Linked DNA regions of Zea mays: regions 2 and 3 are each linked to region 1. The links are chromatin contacts, called in public Hi-C maps. All regions are on one chromosome and are shown on one strand. The core of a region is the stretch at or near the end of the contact, and the rest is flanking DNA. Distances in the headings are between cores, read along the strand shown.

Region 1 (2,861 bases), core at 57-2,556:
GACAGACAGATGATCGCAAATATTCACCTGTATAAAAAAGATTAAAAAAATGCTAACAAAAAACAGTAACGTCTGCTCCACTGTGAGCTCGCTCCTAGCATGCCACCGCAGAGATTCGCCCCCCGGCGTGATGTGGATCTGCATCCCAACGTGGATCGATCTACACCAGCCCGGCGCCGATCCGCGTCCTCCAATCCGCCAGCTGGTGACCAAGGCGAGCGCATGTGTATCCATTCTATATATATTGCGTACAAACCTCGCCCCACGACAAAAGGTACTCAAACAAACAGTACACCATGTGTCACTACACACTCGCTTAAATATATTACTCCCCCATTCTTTTTTATTTGTCTTGTCGCGATTTAGTTTAAAGATGAACAAATATTTGAGAACTAAGGTATTGCAACAAAGAAACATGAGCGAGGAACTCGGTACTTAGTGACGCGAGGATTATTCTAGCCTAGTCGAAGGTAAGTTTGCGATGTCGCTAAAGTTAGTGGATATCACAGTGGAGTTCAACTCAATGAACAATTGCGGCATAGCTAGAAAAACGATTCGTCCCGATCCCCCGACCCCTGGAGGTATTCTGAAAAGTCTACAAAGCCATCAGCGTACTTTTTTTTTTGAGATGGCCAGCTTACAAAGTTAGGCCAAAATTCGTGAGAAACTCGCTTCTATCAAAAGTTCGCTTTTCCAAGAAAACAGCCAGCTTTTGAAATTTGCCTCTCAAAAGCATCTTTATTGATTTCTATCGCTGCAAAATCATGTAACCGATCACCAACCAGCACAGTGCACAGTATGTTTTTTTATTTATTTTTTCATTCTAAAGCGGCCTTGCAAACGAACACATCAGTCGGACGACAGCGCGAGCACCTGGCCTTTCCACCTCGCCACGGCCGGAGCCGACGGACCCCAACGCCCCAACCCCAACCGCGCGGCCGCTGCCTGCAGAGAACCGAAACCACGAACAACAACAGCCCCACCTGGCAGTAAGCCAGCCAACAACAACAAGCCGGCCCGGCCCCGTGGCAGCCACGCCCCTCGGGTCCTCGACCGTCGTCCCCGCGCCGCGACCCGCGAGGCAGGGACACGAGCCGGCGCCCCCACTCTGGAACCCGACCCGAGATGGCCAGATCGACACTAACCACGGTCAGACCCTCAACCAGACCCCGTGGTTCGTACTCCAATATTCCCTGCACAGGCTCCAGCGGTCGCCTCGCGACCCCGACCCACCTCCCCGCAGCCTCACTCATCTCCCCCGCCCACTTGCCCCACGCCTCCGGGCTGCGACCTCCATCCATCCATCCATGTATAAAGCCGCCAACGCCCGCCTCCTCCTCAGATCCCTCTCCCCCAACTCAGCTGCGCTAGCCTCCGTCAACCCGGGCCGCGCCGCCTCCTCCGCCCGCCTCGCGCTCTCGCTGCCGTGCGGCGCGTGGGTCGGCCGAAGCGGGCTCGTCCGCCGCGCCGCCGCCTTCTCCGGGACACGGCCGCGTTTCGCGGGCGCCAGGGCGCAGATCGGGGCCGCCGTGCCTGCCGTCGAGCAGTTCCAGCGCAGGATGGCAACCCAAGGTGCGTGCGTGCGTGCGCGCGCTTGTCTTCGTCCGTCCGCGCGTGGGGTCTTCCGTCTGGTCGTGGGTCGTGTGCTTGTCACGCGCGCGCGGGGCGGGGCGGGGCGATCTGGGTGACGTTGATGCGTGCGCCTCGCCTCGTCGCGTTCGCTGCTTCGAGCGCTGTGTGCTCGCTCGTTTTGGACTGGGATCCTGGTCAATCGACGGCCTTATCCTTCTACCCGGATCATTGAATTCGAATTATGTGACGCGGTGTTCCTCGCATCGTGTGGATCTTGTCTTCTGGGGTCGAGGAGTAGATGGGTTCGCTCGCCAGCGTTTCACTCGGGATTTTTTCAAGTGAACCAGTGAATGAAGTGACGTGACCCAGATGCGTTGGAGCGGTTTTTGGATGGCGCATCCACCGGTGCCGACTGACCATTTCCCGTGTCGGCGCGTGGGTTCGTTTGATGTCTAGACGAAGATGCCTCTGCTGGTTTCGGTTGGGGGGCTAGGGGTTTAGGAATCGGGGGCGAATAGATTCCTAGTTCTTCTCTCCCTTTACTTTTTGGATGTGGATATTAGATATTCGGGATGGATATTTTAGTATATTCGGTTCGCGTTTTGAGTTGATTTGACTTGGTTTTCACTGAAGCACACGACTCTTTGCACTCAGGGACTCAGCTTAGATTGCAATTTAAGCTAGTGCCTTCATCCTGCAAGCAGAAGCAGAGCTCGATCTCAGGATGTGATGGTTTGTGATCAGTAGTTACAACCTACAGGTTTGTGTGACCTGTTCTGGTCACTACTGATTGAGTCGGGTACCTATTAAGTGATTAGATTAGGATCTGGTAGTTAGGCAGTTATGTCATGCTTCTTTTGGTTCCCTGGTGGTTGAGACTTGAATGTTTCCTTGTGGAAGACCTCGTATGGATCATAGATGCCTTCAGTGATATCTGGTGGTATTGTTTACGTACTATAAGGATTGCGGATTATGTTCATGTGATTAGCAGTTAGTGGAATTTTTTTGAGATGAGGCTCCCACCCCACTTCCGTTAACAATATAACGGAGATCAGCTAATTTGGCTTTGATACAACATTATGGCTATTTCTGAACCAACCAAGCCATTACTATGGTACTAAGCTGTTGCGGGACCTTAGTGCTAAGTAGGCTATAAGGTTGTAGTGCATGATCTATTGACCTATATTTCAGACTGTTGTTTGTACGGGGTGATTTTGCGCTTGTTATTAATTTATCATCTTGCTTTCCCTATTCCCATATGGATAGGTTAAGGAATCCTATAATATAAT
Region 2 (2,700 bases), core at 125-2,624, 710 kb after region 1:
AGTTCCTTAGCTAGTGCCTGGAACTCATGAGCCTGTTCCACTACAGATCGGTTCTCAACCATCTTGTAGTCATACAGCTGCTCCATGAGATACAGCTCGCTACCAGCGTCAGTTACTCCAAACTTTCCAACAAGTGCATCCCACAGCTCTTTCCCTGTAGAAAGGATGATATAGCTTTTCTGGAATTTTGTATCAAGTGCGCTAATTACTGCTCCTCAAAAGAGGTTGTCTTCAGCCTTAAACTTAGCCTCATCTTCAGAAGTTAAATCTGACAGAAAAATGCCTAACATTAGGTTTTTGGATTGTTAGAATTATAGACATTTTTCATATCATTTTAATTCCATAAATTAACATTATGATGATGACATATAACAAATAATTAATCATAGAAATCGTGATCTCAAATATATCCATAACAATATGGATCATGAGAACACAAAGCATATGAATCATATAAATCATATAAATATGATAAGCATATAAACTGACTGAACAATTGAAAATAAACAGATAGAAACATAAATAGCATGACTGTAAAATTAAAACAGACAGATATAACATATTATAATATGACAGAATAGATGAGATAAAATCATTGCTACATATAAAACAACACAAATAAATATATGAAACATATATAATCTGCAGAACGTAAAACAGTAAGGAAATAAACTGATCATACCCTCCCATGCGCTCTGATGATCCAGATCATTGTCCAGCTTCCCTTTGTCATGTTGTCAGGAAGAATATGTTTTGGGCAGTCGCGTAAACGCTCACCAAAAACCTAATTGCTGATCCCCCGTGCAAGGTCTCGAACGGCAGGGGCTTCAGAGACACATGCCCTTCTCCTCTACTGAAAGGTTTAACCCGGAGTTGAAACTCCCGCGATTAATGAGTGCTAAAAATTAACACAACCACCCCACGACCGCCCGCCCGCGCGTCTGCCTCGCCCGTGCCCGGCCGGCGGCGGCGCGCGTGGCACGCCGTTGTCTATTTCTTGACTTCTTAAATTAAGTGAAATAATTCCCACCATATAAGTCAAGTCAAAAGACCTTTGAACTTCCAATATGATACTACTGGTATTATCCATCATTACACACCATAGAGTTTATTCAATAAATTGGCCAACCCCATAAAAAATCGAACATTACATAGCCCGCCGCCACCGAACCAGTTGCTTGCCGCCGGCCTCCACCAGCTGCTAGCCGTCGGCCAGGCCCTCCGCCATCAGGAAGCTGTTCGTTGCCGGCCCCGCTCTCCACCAGCCTGAAGCCCCGTTCTCCGCCGCAGCCCCGTTCGGCTGCTACTGCTGCAGCAGCTTTCATCCATCCAGGCATCCGGCGACAAGCAGTTGCATATTCTCATAACAGTGGCCTTGCCTATCAGCTCAACAGGGCAACAGGCCTGAGCGGCTGCCTTGGCTGGGGACTGGGGTGACCGTGACCTACAGGTTGAGTCTGACGGGCTTTTTTCTACACAATTTGCTTGTTCAAATTGCTTTGTATTTTTTTTTCTCTGGACGCAAATCTTTGACTGGCGGAGAAGAGGAGCAGGAGGAGCGTTCGCTGGCGAAGAGCCGAAGACAGAGAGCTCGAGCGAGAAAGAACAAGGGCAAATGAGGGACTCCAGCTCCGGTCCAGCAGATTACGAGCGGCGTTAAGGGCTTAAGGCAAGTGTGTGTGAGTGTGTCTCGGTCCCATATCTGAAAGAGTGCAACGTTGATGAACAAAAGTGAAAACGGCCATATTGGTAGTCTCATTTTTGCAATAAGCTCATCAAAAAGATGCTTCTTCCTCGAAAGCTTCTCCCATGGCGGCGCCCCGCTCAGGACGCCCAGGCCCTGGCAGGCCGCCTCCTGCGCTCCTCTTCATCCTCCTTTGACCCCGACGACGACGACCCTCCGTTCACGCGGGTTCCTAAGCTCCCACCTCGGGCGCCATCGACGCCGCCGCCGAAGCCCAAGGCCCTGGCGGGCAAGATCAGGCCCGATGAGCCTGCGCACTCCGACCTTCCCTTTGACTTCCGGTACTCGTACTCGGAGACAGACCCGACATGGAGGCCCATCGGTTTCCGCGAGCCCACCCGGTTCTCGCCCTTCGGCCCCGGCCGCCTCGACCGCCCATGGGACGGCACAGCCGCGGCACGCGTCGGCGATTATGCTAGTGGCGACGAGAGGATCCGGGAGGAGGTTCTCGGGGAACCTCTGTCGGAGGAGGAGGTGGCGGCGCTGGTGGAGAGGTACCGGCACAGTGATTGCTCACGGCAGATCAATTTGGGTGAGTTTTTTTTTATGCTTCCAGTACCGAATGGTGTCTATTTCTGAATTCTGATGCTTTGCGTGATATATGTTTACAGTACTATTATTGAGTATTGTTGTTTGATTATCCACAGTCAGGTACTATTTTCGTGAAATGGGCTGAGACCCAGTATTTCACTTGCAACATGGTTTGGACTAGTTCTGAAAATATTCTCATGTAATCCAAATGCTCCCCCGATTTCCTTCGTCTATTATCCACGTTTATAGGTTTCTGGAAAGTCCCCACTGCCCTAGAAGTAGGAATCAGTTTTTCCTGTGAAATGGATGTAGAAATTCATAGTTCAGGGGATATGGAGAAAATGGTGTTTGGTCAATGTTTAGGTGTGTTTTAATCAATTTTTTTAGTATATTTCTAAAGTTAGTTATGTTTTGATCATATATTT
Region 3 (2,700 bases), core at 120-2,619, 820 kb after region 1:
CACATGTCATGTTCGTGGAGCGAGTTTAGCGGATATGCGGGTGTGGATACATTTTTTTGCCCGCTAAAAATATCCTATGGGTTTATTGTTGTATCCTCATCCTTACTCCCAGATATAAAAATATACTTGTATTCGCACTTGTCGGGTTTATTATTCGTAGTCACGTGGATATTTTATGTCGTTGCCATCTCTAGTTGTGCATATGGAGGTAGAAATGGGGCGAGCGGGACTGAAGAGGACGATGTATTGAAGAGGACGATGTATGAAGAGAATAATGGTTTTATCTACTCTTTTAAAGCATGAGTTTCGTGCGGCATGCGTCACCCGTGAAACACATAGAGTAAAATTGTTTTTTCTCCCCCATGTCTCGTTTAACAATCAGACCATTACCTCTTAGATGGGCCGTGAGAAAACACTCAATCTCAACATGACACGAAGCCCCATGCATTACAGCGCTCCCGAATAGTATCACCTCGCTAGGTGAAGGACTCCCGAATAGTATCACCTCGCTAGGTGAAGGAGGACGAGCGACCGAGCAAGTTATAAAAAAGGTCAGATCTCCTTTTCAACTCATACCTTTCTTGACTTTTAACAAAGATATAATATAACATGACACAAAGTTATAAGCAATGCTCCTGCATATTATCACCTCGCTTGGTGAAGGAGTATGAGTGACCGAACAAGTATAAAAAAGGATAGCTCTACTTTTTTCAACTCATACGGCTAAAATAAAGTGCAACATTTGCAGTAGTTCAGTATATGTTCATTTCAATTTTATATTTGTTTTTAGAAGGATCTACTTAATTTTAAATTTAATTTTTTGAGGATCATGATATTGAGTTGCCACTTAACCCTCACGTACCCTACAATTGTTCCACTACACTTAACCGGACAAACTAAGGGGTGTTTGAATGCCCTATAACTAATAATTAGTGATTAAAATTAATTGAGACATCCAAACGCCCTAGCTAATAGTTCAACTATTAGCTATTTTTGATAAATTAGTTAATAGTTAGGTAATTATTTGTTAGCTAACTAATTTTACTAACAAATTTTAGTTAACTAACTATTAGGGGGTGTTTGAATGCACTAGAATTAATAATTAGCTAATAAAATTAGTTATAGTTAGCCAATAAAATTAGTTGAGATATAAACACCCTACTAATAGTTGAACTATTAATTATTTTTAGTAAATTAATTAATAGTTAGATAGGTATTTGTTATCTAGTTAATTCTACTAATAATTTTTAGCCAGCTAACTATCAATTCTAGTTAATTATACTAATAATTTTTAGCCAGCTAAGCATTCAAACACCCTAATAATGTATTCTGATAATGTATTTAAACACCTCTTAAAAAACTTGCAATAGTGAGGCGAAAAGGAAAGCATCGCTGAAACGAGATCCTCGCCGTTTCGCGAACAAATCGGTGACTGTCTCCTGCTATCTCCCCCTTTCCGCCACTTCGCTCCGCTCCCATGCCTCCTGCCCCCTCTCGCCGTGGAGGCACCCCAAACCCTAGCCCCTGAAACCCTAGATCCTCCTCCCCTGTTCCGATGGCGGGGGCCGCGGCGTCCCCAGCGGCGGGCCACGTGGTGGAGCGGTTCCGGTCGCGACTGCGCGAGGAAGCGGGCGGCGGCGAGCCGGGCGCCGCCGCGGTCGTGCACGTGTACGCGGAGGCGCTCCGTGAGCTAACCTTCAACTGCAAGCCGGTCATCACCGAGCTCACCATCATCGCGGGCCAGCACGCCACGCTCGCCGCCGGGGGAATCGCCGACGCCATCTGCGCCCGCGTCGCCGAGGTCGTTCTGCTACTTCTGCTCTCCTATCAGGGGTGTTACTCTTATTTTGTCATTAAGGTGGCCCGCCTTACGATTTCTGGGGCATAAGGAAGCTTGGGCTTGGAGCGTCGAGTAGTCTGGGCGCTTTTGCCGTGTAGTCACTAGGGTTTGAGGATTGGTGTGCTTGTTGTGAAACGTGGATTGCTGTGCTTGGTTTTGAAATGTGAGAAATCCCATAAAATGGACGGAAAACCTTTTATTCCCAAGTTTTCCTAGGTTTTACAAAAGCTTCAGCCTGTACAAGATCATTCCTTTTTGTAAGAAGCGTTGTGCATACAGTTTAGTATGTTTGCTCTGGTTGCTGTTTACAGCTTTGGTAGCATATTTAGGGGGTGTTTGAATGCACAAGAGCTAATAGGTAGTTGGCTAAAAAATTGCTATTGAAATTAGCTAGCTAAATATTAGCTAATTTGCTAAAAGTAGCTAATAGCTGAATTATTAGCTAGAGTGTTTAGACGTCTTTAGCTAATTTTAGCAGCTGACTATTAGCTCTAGTACATTCAAACACCCCTTTCCTGGGGTGTAGAACCTTTGTGGAACTTTGTGGATTAATTGGTGCTTGCCATTTTAGGGGGTGTTTGGTTTGTAGGGACTAATTTTTAGTCCCTACATTTTATTCCACTTTAGTTACAAAATTATCAAATATAGAAACTAAAACTCTATTTTAGTTTCTATATTTGTCAATTTATATACTAAAATGGAACAAAATGAAGGGACTAAACATTAGTCCCTAGAAACCAAACACCCCCTTAGTCCCTCTTAAACTTCCTGTTCATTATTGGTAGGATATGCATGGAATATGTAGCAACATAGTAAACAGTTATACCTTAAGAGGGTATGGACACTGACACTGCATTGGA

The links. A called contact is a pair of places that touch in the nucleus more often than the background predicts.
Region 2: a Hi-C map of ear shows a contact between it and region 1, with 2.1 times the contacts expected there. The contact joins the promoter of LOC100281604 here to the promoter of LOC100216599 in region 1. A contact is called at or near these places in 3 of 25 Hi-C or Micro-C datasets (ear, leaf and tassel).
Region 3: a contact with region 1 is called in a Hi-C map of ear, with 2.1 times the contacts expected there. The contact joins the promoter of LOC103653026 here to the promoter of LOC100216599 in region 1. A contact is called at or near these places in 2 of 25 Hi-C or Micro-C datasets (ear and tassel).

What each region holds. Positions count from the first base shown.
Region 1 is chr4:30,038,016-30,040,876 of Zm-B73-REFERENCE-NAM-5.0, forward strand. It overlaps LOC100216599 (aconitase1), which reads left to right and starts at 1,307. Exons shown (of 20, transcript NM_001317364.1): 1 at 1,307-1,572. The coding sequence starts at 1,308.
Region 2 is chr4:30,748,423-30,751,122 of Zm-B73-REFERENCE-NAM-5.0, forward strand. LOC100281604 reads left to right here and starts at 1,375. Exons shown (of 6, transcript NM_001353168.1): 1 at 1,375-1,450; 2 at 1,554-2,276. The coding sequence starts at 1,784.
Region 3 is chr4:30,855,365-30,858,064 of Zm-B73-REFERENCE-NAM-5.0, forward strand. It overlaps LOC103653026 (polyadenylation and cleavage factor homolog 4), which reads left to right and starts at 1,370. Exons shown (of 7, transcript XM_020552500.3): 1 at 1,370-1,801. The coding sequence starts at 1,556.